Linked DNA regions of Mus musculus: region 2 is linked to region 1. The links are chromatin contacts, called in public HiCAR-type maps. All regions are on one chromosome and are shown on one strand. The core of a region is the stretch at or near the end of the contact, and the rest is flanking DNA. Distances in the headings are between cores, read along the strand shown. Region 1 has its middle 9.1 kb from the start of Gm34145. Region 2 has its middle 37 kb from the start of Gm34468.

Region 1 (5,664 bases), core at 2,307-4,806:
AATGGAACTGCCCACAGTGGACTGGGTCTTCCCACATCAATTAACTTGACTAGAATATATACCCACAGACATGTCTACAGGCTGACCCAATGTAGACAGTCCTTCAATAAGACTCCTTTCCTAAGTGATTCTAAATTGTGTCAAGTTAACAATGAAAACTGACATCCCAGCAGGATAAATGATGCTCTCATGGGGCTGGAGTGATGGCTCAGAGGTTAAGAGCACTGACTACTCTTGCAGAGGTCTTGAGTTCAGTTCCCAGCAACAACATGGTGGCTCACAACCATCTGTAATGGGATCCGATGCCCTCTTCTGATGTGTCTGAAAACAGTGACAGCGTGCTCACATACATACAATAAATAAATCTTTTTAAAAAAATGATGCTCTCCTTCATGTGTTCAACTAGCAGTGATGAGTTAATATTCTAGCCCCTTTAGGGAGTGTGTGTGTGTGTGTGTGTGTGTGGTGTGATATCTGAAGAGCTTTGTTTACTGAGCTGAATTTCATATAACGTAGAAGTAAATATTTGAAGCACAGGGCTTAATGGCATTTAGTGTGTGCCTTCCACAGCTGTGTCAACCTCAAGTAATGACACCAGTCCCTTGGTATCCGTTTTGCTGTTCCCTCTCAGAGCGATACTCCGCCGGTCCATCCACACTGTCACCCAGGTCGTTGCTTTCTCTCCGGTTTTAGGTGTGAGCTATTCTGTCGTATGGATGGCCACTCTTCGTCTATCACAGACCACTGGATGTCTGTGTGATTCATGGCTTTTATCTTGTTGTTGTTATCATGAGTGTCACTATGAACATTCAAATTGAAAATGGCTGTCAATTGGAGCACTCGTTGGACTTAGCGACAACACTCCTAGATTCTCTGGTGATTCTGTGTCTAACCAGAGAGCTGCCAACCGGTTTTCCAAGGGAACCATGCCCCTTTTCAGTCACCTTGCCCATGAGGCCACAAATGAGGCCACGCTTGCTCTGTGTTCTGCCAAGTACTTCTTATACTCCATTACTATTATTATTGTGTCTGGGTCTTCTACAGCTGTTTGGGTTTTCTGCTTCTTCCTGAGTCAGCTCTGGCTCCAGTGTGTATTTGTTTCTAGCACCCTCTGGCTCCATCTAGGTCACCTAGTTGCTGGCATCAGCTCTTCACGGTGCTGAGTCATTGTGCTGTCTAAGGTGGCGGTGCTCCGCATCCATCCCTGACTCTTACAGCTCCTCCTGTGGCCAGTGTCTTCCCCTCTATCGGATTGTCCCTGTCCTCTTTGTGGCTATATTATCCCCTCCCTGTTAAGTGACAGATACGTTCAATGGCTCCTGGGCCCTGTCACGCTACCTGTATCAGTTTCCGTAGCATCCTGCCTCAGGAGGCATGAAGAGGACCCTGAGTAATTGGGTCCATTGAAGCAACTGTTCTACCAGCCGAGGAACTTGGCAGGAAGGATCTGGGGATCTGGAAGGACAGGAGCCCAAAGAGGCAGCACAGCCAGGCCAGGCAGCAGGTTCTGTCCCAGCAGCCTGAGTTCAAATCTTTCTCCACTGCAGTTGGGGAGCAACTGATCCTGTCTTTCTCTCTGGGCCTCAGTTTTTCCCATCTGAACTATGGGAGAATAGTGAGGAGATCCTGACAGGAAGGGTAAGACTATTGGAAGCTATTCCTCCATGCCAATAGCTCTCTGCACACTCCACTGGGTTCAACTCAAGGTTCTCTCTCAAAACTGGGATTAAGTCTCTCTCCCTGTCCCTCTCCCCCTCCCTCTCCCCTCCCCCTCTCCCCTCCCCCTCCCCCTCCCCCTCCCTCTCCCCCTCCCTCTCCCCTCCCCCTCTCCCCTCCCCCTCTCCCCTCCCTCTCCCCCTGGCTTCAGCCACTTGCAACTCAAAGTCTTGGCTTATAAAATATTTCCAAATGTTTAGAATGTGTTCCATCCATCTGTTACTAAGGCAACCCACATGCTATGGTGAGCTTAGTTGGGGCAGAGAGAGGTAGGGTAGGTCCCTGTTGCTTTATCCCCCTCTAGGAAGGGCATGTTGGCTTGGTATTAAAGTCTCAGCCACTGGGGACTCTGGATTTCAGCATCCTGGTGGGCCAGATGCCTGCATCTCAGGGCTATTTAAATTTCACATGTACAGTGTGTGGGGGTGGAGTAGGGAGACAGACAGGAAGTAGGGAGAGTCACTCTGAGCAGGGTGTGGACAGGTCAAGAGGAGGGAATGCATTGTGGATGCCTCCTCAAGCTGGCGAGTGGCTCCGCATCCTCACTGACCAATTCCTTCTCTGATTTTGGTGACTCATCCCTGCCTACAGCAGGGGCTGGATGGGAAAGGACATCACAAACAAAACCGACAGTTATAGAAAGCAGAGACTGGCAACCCTTGTGCCCCCTGTTGCTTGTCCAGAGAAGGGGGAACCAGGGGTCAGAGGACACACCGTCCCCACAGCGGGACCATCTGGGGGAGGACAGAGATGTGAAAAGCCTTCAGAGAGAGAGAGACAAGGCCACTCTGTGAGGGGAACAGCCTCCCACTAGCTGAGGGTTCCACCCAGCAAGGTTTGGGGATAAAGGTCGGCCAGCTGCGGTGAGGCTCTTCAGAGGTCACTGAAGGTCTGGTTCTAGCCCCGCCCACAGAGTGGAAAGGGTCACAGTTCTCTGGACAGGAGGTGGGGCAGGGGTCCTGCTGTGAGGGAGGCTGGGGCGAAAGCTCAGCACTGGCCAAGAATCTTCCTGCTAAAAAGCCTGGGAGCAGATTGACTGGGGGTGGATGTTGGGGTGGAAGTGGACCTTATTGCTTACCAGTAGGGGTCGGGTAGGGGCTAGTTCGCCCTTGCCCTAAACACCCTCCTCCTCTTCCTCCTCCTTCTTCCCCCTCCCTCCCCCTGGCAGCAACCTCTGGCAGGAATGCTGCCCTCAGAATGCTGGTTCCCAGAAGGGAACTGGGTAGCTTTCACACTCCACAAAGACACCCAGTACGCACAGAGTGACCATGGTGATGACTCAGACCTCTCTGTTGAGGGGCTGTTTGTGAGCGACAACCTGGTAAGGATCAGTCAAGGGCCTAGATCTGGGGGGGGGGGGGGGGGGGATCTGGAAGGACAGGAGCCATTTGCTAGGAGGGAGCACAGCCAAGCCAGGCAGCAGGTTCTGTCCCAGCAGCCTGAGTTCAAATCTTTCCCTACTGCGGTTGGGGAGCAGCTGATCCAGTCTTCCTCTCTGGTAGGCCTCAGTTTTCCCATCTGAACTATGGGAGAATATCCAGGAGCTCCTGATAGGCAGTTAGTGGGACAAGTAGGGGATTGAATGTGCAAAGGCTGAGGCCAGCCCTCCACCTACACATGAGTGAGACTACCACCACCCAGCACCCAAGGTATCACCCCAGCTTTCAGGCCTGGGCCAGCTTAGGGGGTCCCCAGGGAAGACCAAGCCAGCAAGCAGAGTGCAGAGCCCCTCACTGGTGGCCTCAGGGGAAGAGAGTGAGTGCTGTCTCTGTGTCCCTGCTCAGCTGGGATTTCGTCCCCTTGAGATGTTCTCCCCACGGGCTCCCCCAGTGTGCCAGCCAGCCTATTTTCATCACCCAAGCCTCATTTTCTGAGTGACTGCCCCTCCTGCTGTGAGGCTGAGACACAGCCACAGGCCTCTCGCTAATTAATGAGAGGCAGCAATTAGCCATTTACAGCAGAGCAAGCGCTGGTAATGGGATTTCTAATTCTGGAGGGAAACGAAGTTAAACTGTGTTCAGAGAAAACGAAAGCTTGAAATCCAAGATGGGTTTTTCTTTTTTGGTGTTGGTTTGTTTTTGTTTTGTTTTTTGATTCTGGGTTTTGTCCTAGTAATTAATAGGATGGAAGCTGTTCAACTTCCTGCCAGAGAGCAGAGATAAGGCCAGTGTCTCACAACTCGTGGGAGAGGGACCGACTTGGTCTCCTCCAGGAAACCCTGTGGATGCTGCCTCGGAGGACAGCTGTAATGGACCAGAAAGCTTGCTTCTCTGTCCGACTCCAGCAACAGTGACCTAACTCCTGAGACTCTAGAACAGTGATTCTCTACCTGTGGGTCTGGACCCCTCGGCAGGCTGCTAGCTCTAAAGTATTTCTGTTAGGATTCAACAAAATACAGTTACAAAGTAGCAACAAAATAATGTTATGGTTTTTTTTTTTGGGGGGGGGGTCACTACAACAGGAGAAAAAATAAAAGGGGATTCATGTTTGTATTAAAGGGTCACAGCATTAGCAAGGTTGAGAATCACTATCCTAGAAGGGCTCTGGACAAACTGGTGGGGTCCCAGCTCCATGCTGACTATAGCCTGGTTAGCTCCAAGCCTTGGCTTTGGTGGGTTTCTGTTTATTTGTTGGTTTGGTTTTTTGGTTTTTTCAAGACAGGGTTTCTCTGTGTAGCCTTGGCTATCTTAGAACTCACTCTGTAGACCAGGCTGGCCTTGAACTCAGAAATCCGCCTGCCTCTGCCTCCTGAGTGCTGAGATTAAAGGCATGGACCACCACTGCCCGACTTGCTTTGGCTGGCGGTTTTTGTTTGTTTAACTTTTTATTGATTCTTAGTGAATTTCACATCATGCACCCCCCAGTCCCATGCATTTCCCTCCATATCTACCCTCCACCCTTGCAACCTCCCCCCAAAAGAAGACAAACTGACAAAAACCTTTGCCATGGAAGCTGCATTGTGTCACAGTGTGTCGCACAGTACGTCCTTTTGCCCACCAGCTTTTCTTGTAAATGTTCATTGCAGTGAGTGATTGGTCTGGTCTGAGGCCTCTGGCTTCTGCTACACTATCAGTACTGGATCCTCACTGGGACTCGTCTCAGAGCGTGCAGCTTTGGTTCCGAAGGTCCGGCCCCTTTACATGCTGCAGTACTTCATAGATGGGGTAGATGTTAGGTGGGCCAGCTCAAAGCCCTGGATCTGGGCCTGGGTGGTAGCTGTGTTGGTCATCCTGCCAGCTCTCTGGCATCCATACACTACCAGGGCCAGCTCTCCTATACTGTCCAGGAGAGAGCGGGTCAGGGCTAGCTCACTCTATATGCCAGCTTTCCCACGATGCCTAGCTAGGGATGGGGCTAGCCCTCACTTATCAACATGGCCCCAGGCCACAGCCCAGACCAGAGACTTCTGCATGGCCTTTGGTGGTAACAGACAGTCCCCGCTACCCTGACCCACACCCCACTGATGCAGAGCTACGGATCTAGATGTGATCCTCTGAGGCAGCACAGGCCAGGTCCTCACCATAGCCTCAGGTGAAGACACTGGCTGCAAACATCAGGCTGTGCTCACCACCCTTGAGTCTCCAGTTTCAGCTCTCATTGTGCCCATGCTACCCTGTTTCTCTTTCTCTCCCATCTCTCCACTAAGTACCTGCTCACCTTAGTGGTACTCGGGGCCTCCGGGTATCTGGGATCATCTCAGGCTTGCTAAGCTCGCCTAGGCCACATGGCATCAAAGACTCTGCTCTGTTCATGAGGTTGGGATAAGGAGTGGTGTGATGTGGAGTTTTGTGGAAGAGAACAAGCAACACTGTGTATACAGTACAACACACTGCCTGCCACCCCCGGTGATTCAAAGTCATCCCCATGAAAATGACCGTGCTGGCCCATGAACACTTAGCTATTCCTATAATCTACAGAGCTAAACGCCACCCTCCTGTGAGGGGTACT
Region 2 (5,270 bases), core at 2,039-4,538, 160 kb before region 1:
ATAGAAAGTCTCAGTGAGGACAGGGTCAGTCAGGAGACCTGGCCCCACCTCCCATCCTGAAGTCCAGCTTGGCCCTGACTAGGAAGGCTAGGGAGGAGAAGGGACATGATATGTAGGGGACCTTCTGCTGATGGCCTGTGCAGGAATGTCCTTTTCTGAGATTCAGATGGGTAGAGAATGCTCTTGTCTTCTGCTGTCCGTCATGGCACCATTAAAAGTGATTTGTATTTATTGTGTATATGTGTGTTCTCACGACAGCATGAATGATTGTGTGCATGTGTGTGCATACGACAGCAGGAGTGCGGACAGCTATCAGGAGTTCAGCTTTTCCTCCTATGTGGGTTCTGGGGATTGGATTTAGACTGTCAGGCTGCCTTCATCGGCTGAGTCATCTCAACAGCCCTCATTCGGGGAAACTTTCCAATGGCTCAGCCACTGAGGCTGAGAAGCCCGCCTGAGGTCCACTGAGTCCACAGGCTTCTTGACTGGTCCAAGAACAAAAACAGCCTGCTTCCTGGGTCACTGTTTGAAACAGTGTTTCATAGAGTGACAGAGGGACATTTCCCCTACAACACAACTGCATCCCTGTTTCCCCTTCCCCTGTGACTCAGGGGATCCTGGTGGGGGCTGGTGCTTAGTGTAGGAGACTGACCTCAGCATTTGCATATGTGGTTATCCTTCATTGTGTTCCAGAACCCCCCTCCAACTCCTGTCATTCTTCTCCCTCCTGCTTTCTCTGATGAGACAGACGCAGGGAGCAGAGTGGCCCTGGTTGTTCATCCCTTTCAGGGCTGACACCCACTGCTTCCCCAGCTTCCGGCTCTTGGTTAACCCTTTCAGCCTGGTAGTATTGCTGTTCACAGCAACCTTGGCCTGCACCATGGATCTCACCATTCTATGTTCTCAGAGAATGTCTTTGTGAAGTGTGGACACAGTCCAGTCACCATCCAGGGCACTAGGGCTCAGGGGGGTAGCACTTGCGCCCTGCTGTGGGAGGCTGCTGGTTTAGACAATGATATAGAGTGGTCTGGAGTTTTGGGGAGGGAGTAGGGTGTGATTCTGGATACTCCCCTGCCTTCATTCACCTCAGGCTGTTCAGACCCCGTTGCACACCGGGCAGGAATAATAAAGCAGAGTGCAGAGCAGATGGAGTCCTGCAGGATCCCGGTCTGGCTGGGAATGAATGTGGGGGCCAAGGGGCAGAAGGACTTCTCTGAGGATCTTAGTATTACAGCTCTTCTAGGAGAAAGCCTTCTCTGGCAATCTTCAATGAAACAGCTCTCTGAGATGATCTTAGCTTGAGCTTATTTCTTTATTTGGAGTGGACTTGTATGCATACCCTTTATTCGGGGTGATTCAAGGGTTATATAGTTTTGGGGAAAGGGGTGAGACTATCCAGGGCAGGCAAAGGTCATTGGCTGAAGGCTTGAGGTTCTGAAATGCCTCATTAGCATGGGGAAGCATTCCAGGGTTCTCAGGTGCAGGATCTCAGGTGACACTCCTCAGGTGGGCTTCTGGATCCCTCAGAGAAGAGGAAGTCCCACTGGCAAAGGGAGTCTGCCATTTTGCACCGAGCTCAGGGCTGTCTGGTAAGACTTCGACCTTAGCAGCAGGGCCACAGTAGGGAAAGGATTGGGGGTGGTTATGAGGAAAGTGAGCACTTGGCAAGGAGGACGCGATGCTCTGAGGAAGATGGGATGCTCTGCATAGCAACTGGGAGCGCTGGAAGGTGCAGAAGGTAGTTCCTTCCCTCTGGTCCCTAGGGGGAGCCTCTTTGCCAGTGCAGAAAGAAGCCTCAGCCCCTTTCTCCCTTATAACTGGGCCCTTGGCCTCCCTCCCATTCTGAGAATGGTGGCTTTTGCTCTTAGGTCACAGCTGCAGGGGTCTAATGCCTCATTCCGCAAACTGTCTCATTCAGTGGCTCGTGGGCTGGAGCTAGAAATAGACCTGAGTAATCCCAACCCTGCCCACATTGTAGCCTGGTGTCTGCCCCCCTTCCCGTTTGTGGGTGAAGCTAGAAAAAGACCTGTGTGACACCCCCACCCCCACCCCAAAGCCACATATTGCAGCTGGTTGACCTTTATCCGTATACCATCTTGTGTGGAAACCCCAGCTTGGGAGGGGCTACTCCCTATACAAGGCAGCCTTGTATGGCTCTCTGAAGGCCTTTCATGTTTAGACCATCTTCCTCTGCCCCTGACAGTACAACTATGACCTCCTTCTCTCCACTGACCACTGGTCTCTTCTATCCAGGGCAGGTGGGAAGGGACTTATGAGCTCTGACATCCATCCGTCCCTCCGTCCCTCCCTCTGAGAGAGAAGACTCAAGTGAAGTCATGTATTAGCCTAAGAAAGCAAACTATGTGGTGTGTCGCATAGCTAGGGAAACTGAGTGTGTGCACAGCATTGTGTGTGTGTGAAGAGTGAGTGTGTGTCCATACATGCTCTCACATGCTCAGAGCTCTGGGGACACCTGGATATGGTTTCTGGAATCTGGGATGATGTCTCATAAGCATCCCAAGAGCTGTGTGTGTACCACTCCAAGCACCAAGGACATGCCTATGTGCGCTCAGAAGCAGCTACTGGGTGCTCATAGAGGCTCCATTGCTGAGTTAAGCCTGCAGTGTTCAATCACACAAGGGCACTGCCCAGTAGCAAGTAGGGATGCCCTCTTGGGGGCTCTTCCATCTGGAAGTCCAATCATCTCTCTCCCAGAGAGGGTTCAGGCTCTAGCTGTAGCCAGGAAGGAGAGGTCCAGCCCATAGCACAAAGCCTCTGTCTCTGTTTCTATTTCCTCCTCCTCCTCCTCCTCCTCCTCCTCCTCCTCCTCCTCCTCCTCCTCCTCCTCCTCCTCCTCCTCCTCCTTCTCCCAGAACCAAAGGGACCCAGTGTCCACATGCCCTGAAGACACAGCACCACTGTGGAGTAGATTCTTGCTCTGGGGTGGACCACAATAGTCCCTGCTGAGGCTGTAGGCACTGCTGGGGACAACCCCACACTGAGATGCGGATGTCTGTGTGTCAGCCTGGACTTTGCCCCATCCCTAGAGAGTTAGCTTTGCAAGCCATCAAAAAGAGTCCCTGGGCTGTGGATCCCAATCACGTCCTGTGGTCTCTAGCTGCCTTGTCTGGCATTCACCTGCTGTCTGCAAGCTTTGTTTTTTTGCTTGGGGCTGGGGTGCCCTTGCTCAGGGCACTTGATTCTAGGAAAGGAATAGGGCTACAACCATCAAGGGAAGAGCAAACCACGCCCACTAATCAGCATATTCCAGCCCACGTTCCTGGCATTGGCTAAAGTGACGGCCACATGACCTAAGTGTCCGGTTGCAATCTGTTCTGGGTTTCTTTTCGAAGCCGCAGGAAAGAGTCTTAGCAGGCAGGTGCCAGCTGGATGCAGATCTTCCTGGAGTGTGTCCAGGCTGACTGAAGACTTGGGGATGACTAAAGCGTTTTAGTTTCTCTTCAAATTGGAAGAAAAATGAGCTCTTGGGCCAAAGGAAGCATTCTAAAAAATATAACATTGATTGATTCCTGTTCTCACCAGCCACAAGCTGTCATTTGAGAACTGTTTTATGGAGGAAGAACTCACGAAAGCGCTCACGGACCTCAGGCCCATGGAAGCCACAGTGCAGCTGCATCCACTCTTCCACTCACAGTGAGGTCAGCCTGGTCACATGCTGGCAAAGACCTGGACAGAGACAGTGGGGATGAGGGCAGGCCTGCGTGCTGGACAGATGGCACGGGCATGCTTACAGCTCCTTACAGCACACTGCAGCCTGCTGGTCTCACTGTGGGATCAACTGCCTAGCACGCAGATAGGAAAACTGTGGCCCAGAGGGATTTGGCACATGCCAAAGTGACACAGCATGTCACTGCAGAGACAAGATTTGCACAGGTGAAATTGGTACGGTCCTAGTTCTGGCTGCCGAACTGCTTCCTACCCTAGGTCAGGGTATACCTGGAACCAGCCTCACGGTCTGGGTCCTTCTCAAAGAACCTTGAGGAACACACACAAGGGTAGGTAGAGAGGTGTCCACGCTGCAGGGATCACAATCTCTATAGAGGACTGCTCCATGAGTTTGGGGTGGGTCTTTCCCCTCCAGAAGCTGTGCAGCACAGTGTTGAGATGTCTCATGGCAGCTTCCTATGGAAGAACGAGAGACTGCTCACAGCCAGAGAGGTGTGGTTTCTTGGAGGTTTGTGGCAGGTAGATAGGAAAAGTCCCTTTAAACTTTCTCTCTCTCTGTGTGTGTGTGTGCACGCGTGCGCACGCGCACGTGTGCATGCACCTGTGGGTACAGATAGGATATATAGATGTAGACATTTAATTTCTGCCAACGTCATAGCCACAGGCCTCTCTGTCAAGGAAGTAACAGATCAGATCTCAAAATGAGCAATTAGAACGATTGCTTTTTGAGTGAAGAGCCTCTGGCAAAGTAATTTAATTAAAAGTGTCATAACTCAAGACCCAGGCAGCTGGCAGGGGTTGGGGGATGGGTTCTTCCCAGTGCAGAAGGAACAAGATGGGTAGAACCCCAGTAATATCAGCATGAGATTGGAGTGGAAATGAAGGATTGCCCATGATCTAAATAGCCCCCAAGGCTCACTCCAGTGTAGTTCAGTAGTGTGTGTCCCAGGACTATAATTGGAGCTTTGATCAGGTAGGACTCCTGTTCAGTGAAGAGATGTGGACCATGTGACAGAGGTCCAGGTGGACAAGTGCTGAGGTAGTCAGGGTCTAAAGTGCAAGAAGGCCTGAGACCAAGGGACCCAGCCACTTTCAGCATCAGAGACACTCAGGAAGGAGGAAAAAGGGCTTCCTGCTAGGATTTGGATCAGCACATACAGGGATATGGAATTAGAAGGCCCGTGGGGGTTAGAAGGCCTCCATAGACTCATGTTTGAATGCTTGGCCCATAGGGAGTGGCACTATTAGGAGGTATGGCCTTGTTGGATGAAGTGTGTCACTGTGGGGGTGGGCTTTGAGGTCTCCTATGCTCAAGCTACTCCCAATATGATACACAGTCTCCTTTTGCTGCCTGCTGACCAAGATGTAGAACTCTCAGCTCCTTCTCCAGCACCAGGTCTGCCTGGATACTGCCATGCTTCCTGCCATGATGATAATAAACTAAACCTCTGAAACAGTAAGCCAGCCCCAATTAAATGTTTTTCTTTGTAAGAGCTTCTCTAGTCATGGTGTCTCTTCACAGCAATAGAAACTCTAAGGCAAGACCCTACTTGGATGATGGATCAGCAGCGGGTTCTGCTGGC

Evidence for each region. HiCAR-type assays count read pairs that join an accessible place to other places.
Region 2: a HiCAR-type map of PVALB interneurons shows a contact between it and region 1, with 11 times the contacts expected there. The contact joins two enhancer-like sites. A contact is called at or near these places in 5 of 39 promoter capture datasets (the C10 cell line and embryonic stem cells), 1 of 15 datasets of contacts at CTCF or cohesin (embryonic stem cells), 41 of 484 Hi-C or Micro-C datasets (the 63-12 cell line, the AtT-20 cell line, the G1E-ER4 cell line and 22 more), 18 of 115 datasets of contacts at active chromatin or transcription factors (PVALB interneurons, cardiomyocytes, differentiating embryonic stem cells and 8 more) and 2 of 9 other capture datasets (embryonic stem cells and embryonic tail).

The regions. Positions count from the first base shown.
Region 1 is chr5:129,296,088-129,301,751 of GRCm38.p6, reverse strand. No RefSeq gene overlaps it. Among named protein-coding and RNA genes, the nearest start is that of Gm34145, 9.1 kb to the left of the region's middle. Within about 2 kb of position 3,556, at least 47 of the 459 cell types and tissues checked have an H3K27ac peak or open chromatin away from gene starts, as enhancers often do. A contact at or near this core is called in the N1E-115 cell line, PVALB interneurons, cortical neurons and 2 more, where this site is marked.
Region 2 is chr5:129,453,424-129,458,693 of GRCm38.p6, reverse strand. No RefSeq gene overlaps it. Among named protein-coding and RNA genes, the nearest start is that of Gm34468, 37 kb to the left of the region's middle. Within about 2 kb of position 3,288, at least 160 of the 459 cell types and tissues checked have an H3K27ac peak or open chromatin away from gene starts, as enhancers often do. A contact at or near this core is called in the N1E-115 cell line, PVALB interneurons, cortical neurons and 2 more, where this site is marked.